2 separate regions of the Hordeum vulgare genome follow, and region 2 is linked to region 1. A link is a contact called in public HiChIP or PLAC-seq data. All regions are on one chromosome and are shown on one strand. Each heading gives the region's core, a stretch centred on a gene start, on an enhancer-like site or on the middle of the called end of the contact. The rest is flanking DNA. Distances are from core to core; before and after follow the strand shown.

What was found. HiChIP or PLAC-seq counts read pairs in DNA pulled down with a chosen protein or histone mark.
Region 2: an H3K4me3 HiChIP or PLAC-seq map of embryo shows a contact between it and region 1, with 5 times the contacts expected there. The contact joins the promoter of LOC123448836 here to the promoter of LOC123448835 in region 1. A contact is called at or near these places in 1 of 6 Hi-C or Micro-C datasets (leaf) and 1 of 1 datasets of contacts at active chromatin or transcription factors (embryo).

What each region holds. Positions count from the first base shown.
Region 1 is chr4H:430,931,711-430,939,326 of MorexV3_pseudomolecules_assembly, forward strand. It overlaps LOC123448835, which reads left to right and starts at 4,849. Exons shown (of 4, transcript XR_006631933.1): 1 at 4,849-5,231; 2 at 5,384-5,759; 3 at 5,903-6,104; 4 at 6,950-7,390. LOC123448834 (outer envelope pore protein 16-2, chloroplastic) reads left to right here and starts at 2,424. Exons shown (of 6, transcript XM_045125855.1): 1 at 2,424-2,754; 2 at 2,845-2,896; 3 at 3,005-3,076; 4 at 3,187-3,221; 5 at 3,319-3,352; 6 at 3,441-4,109. The coding sequence starts at 2,632. The coding sequence ends at 3,652.
Region 2 is chr4H:431,190,916-431,198,622 of MorexV3_pseudomolecules_assembly, forward strand. It overlaps LOC123448836 (peptide chain release factor PrfB2, chloroplastic), which reads left to right and starts at 2,719. Exons shown (of 7, transcript XM_045125857.1): 1 at 2,719-3,204; 2 at 3,582-3,794; 3 at 3,925-4,026; 4 at 4,189-4,326; 5 at 4,550-4,854; 6 at 5,035-5,188; 7 at 5,599-6,011. The coding sequence starts at 2,854. The coding sequence ends at 5,733. LOC123448838 (probable glycosyltransferase 4) reads right to left here. Exons shown (of 1, transcript XM_045125860.1): 1 at 6,236-7,707. The coding sequence ends at 6,456.

The sequences.
Region 1 (7,616 bases), core at 3,599-6,098:
TCACATTGCTTGCAAGGCTTGTGTGTGATGTTGTATTACCGAGTGGGCCCCGAGATACGTCTCCGTCACACGGAGTGACAAATCCCAATCTTGATTCATACTAACTCAACTAACACCTTCGGAGATACCTGTAGAGCATCTTTATAGTCACCCAGTTACGTTGCGATGTTTGATACACATAAAGTATTCCTCCGGTGTCAGTGAGTTATATGATCTCATGGTCATAGGAATAAGTACTTGACACGCAGAAAACAGTAGCAACAAAATGACACGATCAACATGCTACGTCTATTAGTTTGGGTCTAGTCCATCACGTGATTCTCCTAATGACGTGATCCAGTTATCAAGCAACAACACTTTGTTCATAATCAGAAGACACTGACTATCTTTGATCAACTGGCTAGCCAACTAGAGGCTTGCTAGGGACGGTGTTTTGCCTATGTATCCACACATGTAAATGAGTCTTCATTCAATACAATTATAGCATGGATAATAAACGATTATCTTGATGCAGGAATTATAATAATAACTATATTTATTATTGCCTCTAGGGCATAATTCCAACATCAGATACCTCAGATTTTACAATAAAGAATTTGTAACCAATGCTATGAAAAACATAGCCTAAGAAAACACAATCCACAGTTTTTGGTTCAAGTTTTCTCTTCTTTGGAATTGGTATGTTGACTTTTGCGAGCAGCCCCAAGTTCGTAGGTACGGGAGTTTTAACCTTTTCTTCTCTCATTCCTCGAATGGAGTTATCTCTTTATTCTTTGTAGAAACTCGGTTTAGGACATGACATGTACTCCATATCGCCTCCCCCCACCATGCCTTGGAGAACCCTGGTGCGCATTTTCAGAGTTTCGATTTTATTGTTTTATAATGCCTTATAAAAATGTTATTTCGGGCCAAATTTTTGCATGTGCTTCGAACTTTGATCAATGTTGCTTAAAAAATTCAGAATTGTTTGAATGTTTTTTGGACTTTTTGATTTTACTTTCATCGAGCTCATTTGAGCTCGGGAGTAGAAGGGCATTGAAAAAAATAGAATGTATCCCTTTGTAAAGAAATATAAGAGCGTTTATTTTCCTACTTTTGGGATTTAAACGTGCTTATATTTCTTTACCTAGGGATTAGTATCAAAAATTGTTGTCTCAACTAAACTAAACGTAGCTTAAATAGTTAGGTTCCTTGTGGTGAAATCAATACTTCGGGGTTGAAGTGTTAAATTTAACAACATTCGTATTTTTATGTTTATGTTAAACTTTCCGACTATGTTCATTACAAGGCACATATTGTTACCTCGTCAATCTCAAAATGTAATATCAGACAATATCTTAAAGGTGTTCATAGAAATACTTAAATAATAACTGATATATGTATAGCAGTAAACACTTCGATCCTGACTTTCTATAACTAGAGTTGTCACCCAAAAAGAAAAAGAAAAAACCTAAAAAAAAAAACTGAAACTTGCCGTAAAAAAAAAGTTATTATGCTTAACAACTAAATTTGCATCACTGAACCTGATATCCTTGCGTCATCAAATTCGTCCTAAAAACGTTCGAAGCTAATAGTGTTCGTGTTATACGTGGTACGAGTACGTGGTCGTCTGTGATTGTACGTTAAAAAAAGTAAACGTTTGTGGCTGGAGCGTCGACTGAACCGTTCGATCGGCCATTCGCGGCTCGCGCGTCTGAGAGCAGCCTTGCAACATTGTTTTAGTGCAGATTTGTAACAATCATGTATAAATTTGATACACTGGTCCACATATGCAACCCTTTTAATGCAAATTTTGCTACAAACGCGGTTAAATTTGCTACAAGCCTTTTTCTATTTTGTTGCAACTTGTTCATTAAAAAAATTACATTCACGTTTGGTTGCAACTCGAGTTCGTTGAATTTTTTTGCTACAACCGACGTTTGATTTTTGCTACAATCATGTTAATTTTTGGTACAACCGGCATCATTTTTTGCTGCATTCGTTTAATAAAATAATTGCATACACGTTTGTCAGAGTTGCAACCCGAGTTCATCGGATTGTTTTGCTACAACTTTTTTTTGTTTTGCTATCACACATCATCAACTTCATTTTTTTGCTATGATTACGTAGATATTTTTTAGATACAATTTTTTTTTACAACCATTGACAAAATGGCTGCATCATGAACGAAATTTATTACATTAAAAAATTACTGCATAAAAATGTAACGACGCGGGCCGCGTACAGCTGCCGGATTGGACGACGCACGAACGATCGGCCGAACGATCCGACCGACGCGCCGGCGCACAGCTCTTAAAAAAAATGGTGCGTGGAGAAACGGGTCAGTCCTGAACTGAACTGATACCGTGAATCACGAGCGCACTAGCGCATGTTCCAGAAGAGCGCCACGAGTAACCGCGAGAGACCACGCGTCCGTGGCGCTGGCATACGTGTCGCGTCTGGTTCTCGGGTTCTGGTCGTCTCGCTGTCGATCTGTGCCTAGGCGACTGGTGGTGCGCTGCTCCCTACCTCGGGCTTCAAAGAATCAAAGTTCACTCCCTCGTTCCTTTGCCACCATTGTACTACACGCACAGCCTGCAGTGCTTGTGCATTTCTCCGTAGCTTAGCATTGCGTAGGGAAAAGGGAGAAAGATGAGCAGCCACGAGGCGCGCAAGTTCGTGGAGGAGGTGCGCGGCCTGGAGAAGAACTGGATGCTCGAACTCGGCCACCCGCTCCTCAACCGCGTCGCCGACAGCTTCGTCAAGGCCGCCGGGGTATCCATTCTGCTATGTGCTGTACTACTCTTGCTCCATCGTTCGTATGATGCGTAATTTGTTGTGAAGATAACACTCCTGCGATGACAGATCGGCGCGATGCAGGCCGTCGCGCGGGACTCCTACTTTATGGCCATCGAAGGTAACAGACCATTCATGCTAGTGTCATCAGAACAACTGCTGCTTCGGCTGCTGGCCTATGTAGATGTGTCACTCTGTTTTTGGCCCTGGGTTAATTTTGCTGCTGCAGGCGAATCTGGGGGCACCGGAGCGGTGTCTGACGCGACCGGCAGCAGGAAACGGACGTTCCCGGACCTCAATGGTAACTCCACTTTTCACTTATCAGAACTGATTGGCGATTTGATTTCTACTCATTTCAGACTGATTGACGTACGTCTCCTTCTCCTTTTTTTTTTCTTTTTGATTGGAAAGGAGGGACGAGCAACAGCAAGTCAGCGGAGGACATGGTAAGCAGGCAACGCCCACTTCTTCCTACCAAGAACACCGTCATTTTGGTACTGTCATTCGTGCTTCCTTAATCACGTTTTCTGTTGCTCTTCTCAGGTGAAAAGCGTGAGCAAGGAGTCGTTCCAGTGGGGTAAACAGTGCCCCCTTTTTTGCTTATGTTACTGCGGGCACTTGAGGTTGTCGAGCGTTGTTAATGTTGGAAGACTCGATGATTGCAGGGCTCGCGGCAGGGATGCACTCCGGCCTCACCTACGGACTGACGGAGGTGCGCGGGGCCCACGACTGGAAGAACAGCGCGCTGGCGGGCGCCGTCACCGGCGCGGCGGTCGCGCTGACCTCGGACAACGCATCGCATGAGCGGATTGTGCAGTGCGCCATCACCGGCGCCGCGCTGTCCGCCGCCGCCAACGTGCTCTCGGACATAGTTTAGGCCTCGTTTGGTTAAGGGGGATTGGGAAGGTTTTGAGAGGGAGGAATTTCACGGGATTGGGTGAATCCTTTTTTTCACCCAATCCTGTCAAATCCCGGGGTTTTGCTTCCACTCCTCCTCTGAGGAGGGTTTTGAAACACATGAATAGGAATGGATTAAAGGGGAACGGAGGGGATTGGCCTAAGCAAACCAATCCTACCAAATGGACGCGCGAGGATCTGTGGGGTTTCTGGGTCCTCGGGGATTTTCCTCTCAAACCCTTCCCAATCCACATTAACCAAACGAGGCATTAGGGAGTTCATACCACTCGATGGCTCCGGCGGAAGTCGAGGGGTAGTAGTATGCGAAATGGACTTGTTTAGGCGACCTGTTCCCTTCTTACGATCTCGGTGTAGCCAGTTGGAATAATAACTGTTATCATGTACGCTTTGCCTTTAGACCAGGATCTCTATTGCCATATTATCTGGGGTTCTCCTTCCATCCAGATTTCTGTTTTAACAAAATTACTTCCTCCATTTCCTTATTCCTTAATAAGTTTTTTTTTGTTCTTATAAAATTCTACTTATACTTCCTCCGTTCCTAAATATATCTTTTTCTAGATGTTTCATTAGTGGACTTACATATAGATGTATATAAATATATTTTAGAGCCCTAATAAAATCTTTTTAAATGACTTGGAACGGAGGGAGTACAATGTCAAGTGCATTTCTTCTGGTCTCTCCATCCTCACAATTGGAAAATATCTCTCTCCTGATAGTAGCAAAAGAAGAAAAATATCTCTCGGTTGGATGTATCTTTTTTTTTTCTTTTCCTTACTAACTGATTTACTTGTCACTAACCAATAACTTTTGTCAAGCGTGAGTTTGTCCTAATGTGTGTCTATAATTATGTGTATTGGTCATCAACGAAGTTTGTCCTAATGTGTGTCTATAATTGTGTGTATTGGTCACCAATCAATGAATTTGTCAAGTCTCTACAATTAAAGGAGATCTACCGTGATGGTTCGATCACGAAAGGTCCCCTCGTTAGTTTCATCGATTTTTTCCATTCCTTCAAAAACAAATTGATTATTGTCGCAAAAAAAAACAAATTGATTAAATATAGGAAAAAATCGATTCACATAGAAAACCCTCTACCTCCCTGTCGTGATGGTTCGACCTTCGACCCCCTGACTCTCCGGTCGCGCGATCGCTACTCCCCCGCCTCGGTCCCACTAGCGCACGTCGAAAAAGCCTGTAACGCAATCGCTACACACGCCGGCACGCACGCCTCTTCCAGTTCCCTACCCATGATTCCCCTACCCATACGTCGCTCCATCCAATACACAAGTCGCGCTTCCCATCCCTGGCCACTGGCCATCTCCTTCCATGTTGCGTTCACTGGCTTCCTTGCCGACCTGCGTCATCCACGTGTGCTCGCCCTCCGCCGGAACTCTTCGATGGCGTCTGAGAGAGGCCCAACCTGACACGCCTCGTGTTCAGGTCTCTCACACCCCGTCGGCAAGACGGTTCATCGTGTTGTCGATGGAGGCGACCGCTGAGGTGCAGGATTCAGAACTCGATGGCGGCGTATGGCCCAGGTGTAGTAACCTCCACTGTCTCCCCATCTTCCTCTCTCTGATTCGGCCGCCTGGGTTGGCCAGGACGTGGAGTTGAGTCACGTTGGCCGCTGTTGTCGGTTGTGCACGGAATCGAGGCAATCCCTTTTGACAACCACGATGCCGAGGTCCAGGTCTGGTCGCTCAATGTCGAAGGCGCGCTCGTCTGCACCGTGCATCGCTACGAGTTTTGCGCCCGCGGGGGGCGTCGCTGTCGCGCTGCTGCGGGCCTCCGGCGGGGTCGTCGATTGGAGCCGCCCCGACGCCCCCTCGATGGAGGAGGTGGTCGGGCCCAACGAGGTCGACTTCGTCGCAGGCGACGACACCTTCGCGTTCGGCTCCGGCGCGGGGGGCGCCGCGGTCGCGCTGGCGCGGGCTTCTGACGGGGCCGTCGACTGGAGCCGTCCCGACGCCCCCACGGTGAAGGAGGTGGTCGGGCCCAACGGTTTCGACTTTGTCGCCCACGACGGCAACCTGGCGTTCGGCTCCGGCGTCACGCACTTGTACATGGTAGGCCCTTTTTGAGCCGGTGGTCTTCGATGGTACTGACGGGGGCCTCACAGAGCTCCAGTTGCCGTTGGTCAGTGTTGTATGACTATTAGCTTTGCTGTTGCTTCATATTTTTGCTTCTGGTTGCTTGCTATGCGGTATAGGTGTGTGGTGGAGATCATTGGGCAGGTCAAGCTGCCGTGCTGAGGGTGCGTGGGCATTGCAAGAGATGGGGTGACGTTCCAACTCCCAAGAACGAGCTGGGATGGAAAAATGAGAAATTTAGGTGGCAATAAACCTTGAGACGATGAGGCGGTGGTGCAATGTGTTATCGCTTGTTTCTCTCTCTCTCTCTGATTCCTCCTGGTATCTCTCGTTCATTCCCCCCTTTATCTCTGCTAATTAATGTCTCTCTCCATGATTGAGGATACCAGTCATTAGAGATTGCTATTGCATGAACGTAGTTTGCTTGCTCATCGATCTCCTGGAGTGATTCAAACCTGCCACTTCACTTGTGCAAGGAACCCAGTAAGAAGTTACATTTTTAATTTTTAATTTTATTGTTGCTGGTTAGTTTATTGGTCATGTATGCCACAGTGATAATTAAGGATATACTGCAAGTACCGAGAAACTAATAAGTTGATTCAGAACAAATAGAACCGATTGATGATGGCAACACTCAAATATACCCCATGTGCTTCAAATGCCTAGAAATAGTGAGAGTGATTGGGTTAGCCGCTTCCCATCTCCAATGCCAGCAACATAAATGATTGTGATTCTAACGGGTTCAGATGCCATAATATGTATAGATCTACAACATAACAACAGACTTATGCAAGCTATTTTGACTATTTACTAAGAATGTGTGCAATAGTAAGTTAAAAACAGGAAACCATATTTTCTATTTCCCGTTAATTAACATGTCATCTCAGAAGGTGTGCAATTGATGATGCAACCAACTCATACCAAATTTACAAGACGTAAGTAACTAAACTGAAGCACGTCCACTCATATATTAGGACCATCAATTTACTTTAGTTACATGAACGGTTTGAGTTCTTGTTTTTATGAGATTCCACGCAGGTAGGGTATAATATACTATATCATGAGTGGATGAGCAGGAGAGTACTAAATAAAACTCTCGCATTGTTGGTTTCTTCTTTTCTTAATTAATTTGTATATTCGGTTGTATGCCTCATATATTATTTCAGGGTCCTTCAAGTTGTCTTATCGAAACTCAGAGAATGGACTTAAGAAGAAATTTCAAAAATAGGAATTCTGACAGCTTGAAGGGTTCTTTTCATAGAAGTTGAAACAGAAGTGGTAGAGGTTTGTCTTGATCGTACAAGAAAATTGGCAGATAACTACACCGGTCTCCAATATTTCTTGATTTTAAGTAATGGGCGGAACCCGGCTTCAGGCTTGGTTCATTGCTTTTTGAGTATCTATCAGTAGATTATGACAGGAAATCTGTATGTTGCAAACTGTGTAGGCAAAAATTATGACGTATTTAAGAGCTGAGAGAATGGTGTCAAAATGTGGCTGATTACCTTTCAAATTGTGTTACAGGATTCAACGAGTTATGTGTATATAGTATACTTCCATGTCTACTTGATTCTTCTATATAGAATATGAATCCAGGTTGTTTGGAATGTTAAGTATGTGCTCATACGATGTCTGGATTGAGCAATCTATTTACTGACGGACGATTTTTAATGATGTCTTATGAAGTTGTGAAATTTTGCGAGGAAATTCTTGTGAGTGGAATTAATGAGTATGGTGCTTGTGATGTTTCCTCCAAAGCTCTTTTGCAATCAATCGTTCCTATATTCTTATGTGTATAAATTATGCCTCTAAACACTCTTATATTTCTTTACG
Region 2 (7,707 bases), core at 1,469-3,968, 260 kb after region 1:
TGTGGGCCAGTTTTAGTGACTATGACTAGTCAAGTACACCCTACACATGCATATCTAAGAGTATTGCAGCGAAAAGTAAAACATGCAAGTGTAAAGTATAGGGTAAGGTAGGGAGATCAAACGCAAAGGTTGACACGACGATTTTTGGCATGGTTTCGATAGGTGGCGCTATCGTACGTCTATGTTAGTGGAGAGTTCAACCCACGGAGGGTAATGGCTGCGAGAGTCCACGGAGGGATCCACCCACAAGGGGTCCACGAAGAAGTGACCTTGTCTATTCCACCACGGCTTCCATCCACACATGACTAGCCTCACTTACGGCAGATCTTCATGAAGTAGGCGATCTCCTTGCCCTTACAAACATCTTGGTTCAACTCCACAACACGAAGTAGGAGGCTCCCAAGAGACACCTAACCAATCTAAGAGGCACCACCTTCCATAAAGTAATAGATGTGTTAGAACGATGAACTCCTTGCTCTTGTGTATCAAAAGAAAGTCTCCTCAACACTCACACACACTCTCTCATATTTGGCAGGGGTAGGAGAGATTGATCTTGTGGAAAGCAACTTTGGGAGGCTAGAAATCAAGGTTCAAATGATTGGAATGGAATCTCTTGATCTCAACACATGAGTAGGTGGATCTCGCTCAGAAAAGTGGACCTGGCAAGTGTAAGTGTGTTCTGAGTGTTTCCTCTACGAATGAGAGGTAGGTGGAGGGGTATATATAGGCATCCCCCAAAATCCATCTGTTACAACATTATTGCCCAACTCAGTGACATCAAAATGAATCTCGGTGGTACCGAGTTGCACTAAATGTGGCAACTTAGGTGAGACCGATATAGGAATCTCGATGGTACCAATACGATGACCTAGACCGGTTTCCAAACTCGATGAGACCGATTTCAAACTCGGAAATTCTGAAACTTTAAATCATCTCAACAGAATGTTGGTCACCCAATCTCGATGACACTGATAGGAATGTTGGTTGTACCGAGATGGTGGGTTTGGCATATGATCTGTCTAAGTGTAAAGTCGGTATGGCCGAGTAGGAAATATTGGTGACACCGATTTTGCATATGTGGCTTGGGACAGATATATTTTGTGGGAAAGTGGCTGAGTATTTTCCGTGGCTATCTCTAAGCACTTGAGCAACCAATTCATCATAATACCTCATCCATTTTAATAGTATTGGCTTTCCTATGGACTCAAAGTGATTTCTCACAAAGTATAAAATGAAGAGTCTTCTTGCTTGAAGCTTTAACCAATCCTATTCCTTCCTTGTATCAAAGGGGCATCTCCACACAATCCTATAGCCAAAGCATATTTGTTTTTTTTTTGAAATGTACTTGAATAAACTCATTAGTCCAATGATGCATATGTTGTGATTAATTACCAAAACCACTACCAGCATAAGTACTCCAGAGGCCTCAAATTTATGGCATGGGGACATGAGACTTCTGTGAGGACCTAACGTGCACTCCAAGATTGTTGATAGATTCAACATGCATTCATAGATGGCAACCGACCATGTATGACCCGACATACCCCCGACGCCTATATAAGCCGGAGGGTTTAGTCCGTAGAGGCATAGATTCTTTCATCATCATCGTTAGGGGTTTAGACCACAACTCACGATCTCGAGGTATATCCACTTCTTACTTTGATACATCCATAATACAAATAAGAGCAAGAGTAGGGTTTTACCTCCATCGAAAGGACCTGAACGTGGGTAAAAACACTGAGTCCCTTGTCTCCTGTTACCCATCGATCTGATCTAATAGCTCAAGCCCCCCTACCCGAGGTCTATCGGTTTTGACACCGACATCGATCCAAGTGTGCACAAACAAGGTTGGACACACAAATCCTTTATAGTCACACACGCTCAACTCGTGTATGCAACACGTCAACTATGGCGCATGCGCACGTCAGGTGGCGTGGGGTGAGGCGCCATGGCACGCTGGTTTCAGCGACACGTCCCAACACATTGTTGACCACGTCGATAAGCATGACGAATAGTGTGGAGGGAAGTGGATCACCCTGCTGGAGGTGAAAGTGAGGTGAGAGGACTAGTCCAAGTGCACACGCGATAAATGTTGAAATCTCGGAGGCTGGTCTACTTGCCAGTGATCATATGACGGAATTGATAAGCTCCATACGTCATGTCCTTCACTCTTTCCAACTTGCACAAGCATCGTTGGCATGCGGTGTTGCACTTTTGTTATTTATGGCTTCGATATAAGGAACCTCGCTTGTGTTAGTTAGCATAGGCATTACCCTAACGTTTGTACTCCCTCCGTTCCTAAATATAAGTCTTTGTAGAGATTTCACTAATAGACTACATACGGATGTATATAGACATACTTTAGAGTATAGATTCAATCATTTTGCTCCGTATGTAGACACCTATTAAAACCGCTTAAAAGACTTATATTTAGGAATGGAGGGAGTACATACTATAGGCAAACATTTCTTTCAAAAAAAATGCTTGCCCATATTGTGCATTTTTACCCTGCAGGTTCAAGGCATTACACTAGATATTTTGTAGAGTTTTTTTTGTCACAAACTTACATGAATGTCATTCGACGATAAACTTGGCAAGCATTCAAAACTTCTAAATCAGCACAAAAAACAGTTTAAAAAATCGGATCAACGGTTGAAGAGGACTTTGGTTCGAGGCATAACTTCTCTCTAAAAACAGCCGAAAATAGGGCTGGGCCAAGAAAAAAACATTTTCCATAGAGAGTCGCCTTCCGCCAGCGAAAACGTCTTTCGTTATTCCGGTTCATCCAACAGGAAATACAAGCTAGCACTACTTGTCGAGCCCTCCCCGCAGCCAGCGTCGGAGTAGACGGGAATGGCTTCCCGCCTCCTAACCAGATCAACGGCCGCGGTCCTCGTCTCCCACCTCCGCTCCAGGACGCCGAATCCTACCCACCACCTCCTCACACATGGAGCTGCCATGTCCTCCCTCCTGGGACCCACTCATGGCGTTCCTGCCACCGTCAGATCACGCCCCCTCCTGGAGCCGACTCGGTGGTTCTCTTCGCCGGCGCCCGTGGTGGAGGCGCCGAGGACGGTTGACGGCCTGACTGTCGACTCTATTGCCGACAAGGGGTGGACGATCCTCGCCGATGCCGAGAGCGACTGGCGGAGCCACGCCGCCGCCGTCGCGCAGTCCATCAGGCTTATTAAGAAGCGTCTCAAGGTCCAATCTTGTACGACACTTGTTGCCCTCTGTCTTCCGTACTCGAAATCGACCAGGGCGTCGAGTGTTATTGATTTGTAGGGTTGGGGTGTGCATCTGATGTGCTTGTTTCTTTCGGGCATATCGACAAACACCTACCGTTCGTTCTCAGGTGCACGCGTATGTCTGTGCGCATGTGCAACGATCTCTGTTCAAGCTCATTTTTGCATAGTTCCAGGTAGCTAGAGTGGCGCAGGATCAGGTGTTGGAATGTGTTTATGTGGACTTACCACATTTTTTGCGTAGCTGTTGGTAGAGTGGCTGTGTATAGATGTTGGAATGTCTTTGTGTGGACTTGCTTCTGTTAAGCTTCTTGAATTGGGTTTTAATTTTCGCAGTGGAAATGGTTACTGGAGAGGTCGAAGCAGTTGGCTGTGGTATTGGAGAAGCCAGACCTCTGGGAGGATCCAGTTTTTGCTGGGAAGGTTAGTCGTGAACAAGGCGAGCTCATGGGCAAGATTAAGTCAGTGAATCAATTCGAGCAACAGTTGATGGAGCACATCGATATGTTGAGGCTTGCACGTGACGAGGGTGACAATGAACTTGAGACGGTGAATACATTGCTTCTTGTACATAATTACATTGTATTGAGCTCCAAACACACTTACATGGATCTTTGCTGGAACCCTTCATGGTGCAAACTAGCTGCTTGTTTTATAGCCGGTTAACTATCCTGTGCAGGAATCCATGAGAGCATTGGCCGATATGAGAAGAGAAGCAAAGGAGAAAGAACTCAACGCATTGCTTTCTGGAGATAATGACCCTTACCCTTGCTTCATTGAGGTATGTTCGTCTCGTTATCTTAAGCAATTCTTATTTCTTAGTGCAGTGCTCACTCTATAACTCTGTAGCCTGTACAGTAGCCCAAAAATTGGAACAGTAATGTTTCTTTTAAGCTTTATAGTAATGTTATTAGTGGCATTCCTTGCATGATCCCATAACCAGGTCCAAGCAGGAGCCGGTGGCGTTGAGAGCATGGATTGGGCTGCCATGGTTATGAACATGTACAAATCATGGGCTCAGCGACGGGGATACAGAGTCACTGTAATAGAAGAAATGCCTGGTGAACTAGCAGGAATCAAGGTTTGCCCGTTTATTTTTTCATCGCTTCCCAGCACTGAATCCAGTCAGTTCACCACTTTATTCATAATTACTACCAGTTTTATCCATTTATAGAGATGACAACGAATGTGAAATCAAGCCATGTGCACATTAAGCTCTCATTTCTTTTTACTATCTGTTAACTTTTCATTTGAGGCCGATTTTAGCAAACTGTTGATCTTATACTGAATACCTGCCATTCCAGAGGGCTACTATCAAAGTTGACGGTGAGTATGCATTTGGATATGCCAAATCTGAAATAGGAGTTCACAGATTAGTGCGGATTTCTCCATTTGACAGTGGAAAGCGGCGGCACACTTCCTTTGCTGCTGTCGCTGTAATACCTATTCTTGGTGAGTCCTCTAGCCGATACCAGATAAATGAATCGGATCTTCGGATAGAACGCTTCCGTTCTGGTGGACCCGGCGGCCAGCATGCCAACACCACAGAAAGTGCTGTTAGAATTGTGCACATCCCAACTGGTACAACGGCAACTTGTCAAAATGAAAGGTAGTTTTGATGCGTTTTGAATTCAAATATCTAATCATAGCTCAAGAAAAATATGTTATCAATCTGTTGAATATAACCAGCACTGTATCATATATCTCTTAACTGGTAACCAATAGGGACTTCCTGAATCCTTTGCTTGCGTATAACATATGTGTACTAACTTGTTTAAGAAAAATGCAGGTCACAACATATGAATAGGGCATCAGCAATGGCTGTGCTGCAATCTAGATTGGACCAGCTTGAGATTACCCGTCAAGCACAGATGAATGCAGAGCACACGCAATCACTCTCTGAAATAAGCTGGGGAAACCAAATAAGATCGTATGTGCTACAGGTGAGGCTTCCGTCTTTCGAGATTAATAAGATTAGGTTAACTTCTTTGGCAAGGATAAACTTAAAACTTTAGCTTGCATTATCTACTCCACTTCATTCATCAGCCCTTTTAAATTGTTTGCGTCCTCACATGCTGTTGATTAAGAATCAAGAAAGAAGCTGCATCGTACAAACTTTGCCATGCAGCTACATTGTTCAGTATGTGTTTTACTTAAATTTTCTGCCATGAAGCTTTATAGTAAAGTTTTAGAAAAAATGTGAAAAATATCATAGCGTTTGGCTATTAAAATAGTGAAATGAGTTAGCATATAGTGCAGATAGAGATGTTCTTGAATGTAAAATCTTAAGCTTGTGGCATATTTTTTATCATTGTTCTTCAGATCAAACTGACATGTTTTCCTTCTGTTGTAGCCATACCGAATGGTCAAAGATCTCCGGACAAACTATGAAGTGTCTGATCCCGATTCAGTCCTGGAAGGCGACCTAGATGATTTCATACTGAGTTTTTTGTCATTATCATTGGATAAAGTTGATGAAAGTGTCTGAAGAAAAACCATGTCTATCATTTATTATCAGCACGAGCAGACTGTGACAGTGCCCAACTAACAGTAAGAGAGGTTTTCTTTACTACTCTGACAAATACAACGGACACCTCGATCTCGAGTGGCGCGAAAGGTGCGGAATAACTGTGAAATGCAAAAAACCAGAGCTAGTTTCCTAGTACGAATGTTTTAGTCGATCTTGGTAGTTAGAGAAGGTAATGTAACGGAAATGTTTTTGATTAGAGAGGCAATATAATGAAACTATGATCGATCGTTGACCTATATTTTCATTTATATATTACTGTTGCAAATGGTGATTGAACAGTCATTCCAGTGCAAATATTGTGTTTCAACTGCAAGGAGGTGCTGCTAGTGATCTGACTTGAAACAAAATTTGATTTGTCAGGTTGGGTGTCTAGGATAAGGTGCCATTTTTCTTGCTCATGTTCAGATGCATGGAGGCGACCATATATTTTCTTGTAGTTTCCCTTTTTTGCATTGCCGTCTGAAATAAAGCTGTAAGCTTGCTGTTGCTCTTGCTGGAGATGAAGAATGAAGCATCCATTTGCATGCTACTAACATGACGTACAGTTCACAATGGTGCCTGCAGCAACATACATACATACATGGTCATAGAGAAAACCTTGTCTGTAAAATAGGACGTGTTGCGTGTTCTGATGTCTGCACGTTCACATCCAAACCAAACCAACCGAAGGATCCAGTTGATCACAATGGCTTGGCGGCCCTGAACTCCGGGTGCAGGAGGCGGCCGATCTGCTCGTCGTCGGCGTCCAGCGGGCGTCCGGTGTCGTTCCTGACGCGCCGCACGGCCGTGGTGTTGAGCGACTGATGCTGGAACCCGTAGAGTCCGAGTATCTGGTCGTCGGCGAAGTTGAGCGCGCGCTCCATGCCCTGACGGCACCGCGCGGCCTCGTAGCTCGCGCTCTGCTCCCCGCACGGCTTGCACCCGACGAAGTGCGTGACGAGCGGCCACCGGTCGTCGCCGAGCCCCGGCCGCCACTTGCTCCGCATCTCCTCGTACCGGTCCACGATCCCCTCCCAGAACCCGTGCAGGAGGTAGGAGCTCTCCAGGAACACCTTGGGCCCCCACCTGCCGCGCTCCGTCACCAGCAGGTACACCAGCGCCGACTGGTCGTCGGCCTCGTAGGCCGCCCGGTTGGACAGCGCCTCCGCGAACACCTCCCCGTACCTGTCCCGCACCGGGCCGCGCGGCCCCATGCGCGCCCACGCGTCCAGGAGGTCCAGCGACCACCGGCAGTTCCGGATCACGAAGCTGCCGGCGTTGGTTCCCAGCCAGTTCCTGGCGCCGTACACCGCGTCGTCCCAGCCGTGGAGCAGCAGGTTGTGCCGCGCGTACTTGCCCCACGGCGGCTCGAACAGCATGTCAGTGAACACCACGTCCGAGTCTACCCACCACAGGAGCTCCACCTCCGGGTGCGCCACCATCAGCGCGCGCAGCAGGGGCAGCTTCGTCCAGAACCCCGACATCTCGCTGTCCAGCACCGCGTTGCTGTAGAAGATGTCGAAGCCGTGGACGCGGCAGTAGTCCGCCTTGTTCTTGAACGCCCGGAGGAGCACGTGGTCGCCCTCCGGGTCCTTGCACCGGCGCGGCGACGAGCCGGTGACCACGAGCACCCGAGGCCGCCCCGGCGCGACAAAGGCCGGGAACCGAGGGTGCGCCGCCAGCCAAGCCGCTCTGCGGGCGTCGTAATCGGACACGTTCGGGCCGAGCGAGTACGGCCGGTCGGTCAGCTGCCGCAGCGGCGGGAGCTGCTGTTGCTCCTCGCTAGGAACAACCACCATCGCCTTAGGCGGCGGCGGAGGCAGCGTTTTCGCTAGCGCACTGGCCGGAGCGTCACGGTCGCCATCGCGGCGGGCGTACTCGATGCGGATGCGTGGGAGCGCCAGGTCGGTCGTGAACAAGAAGAGCGCGCACGGCGCGAAGATGAACAGGACG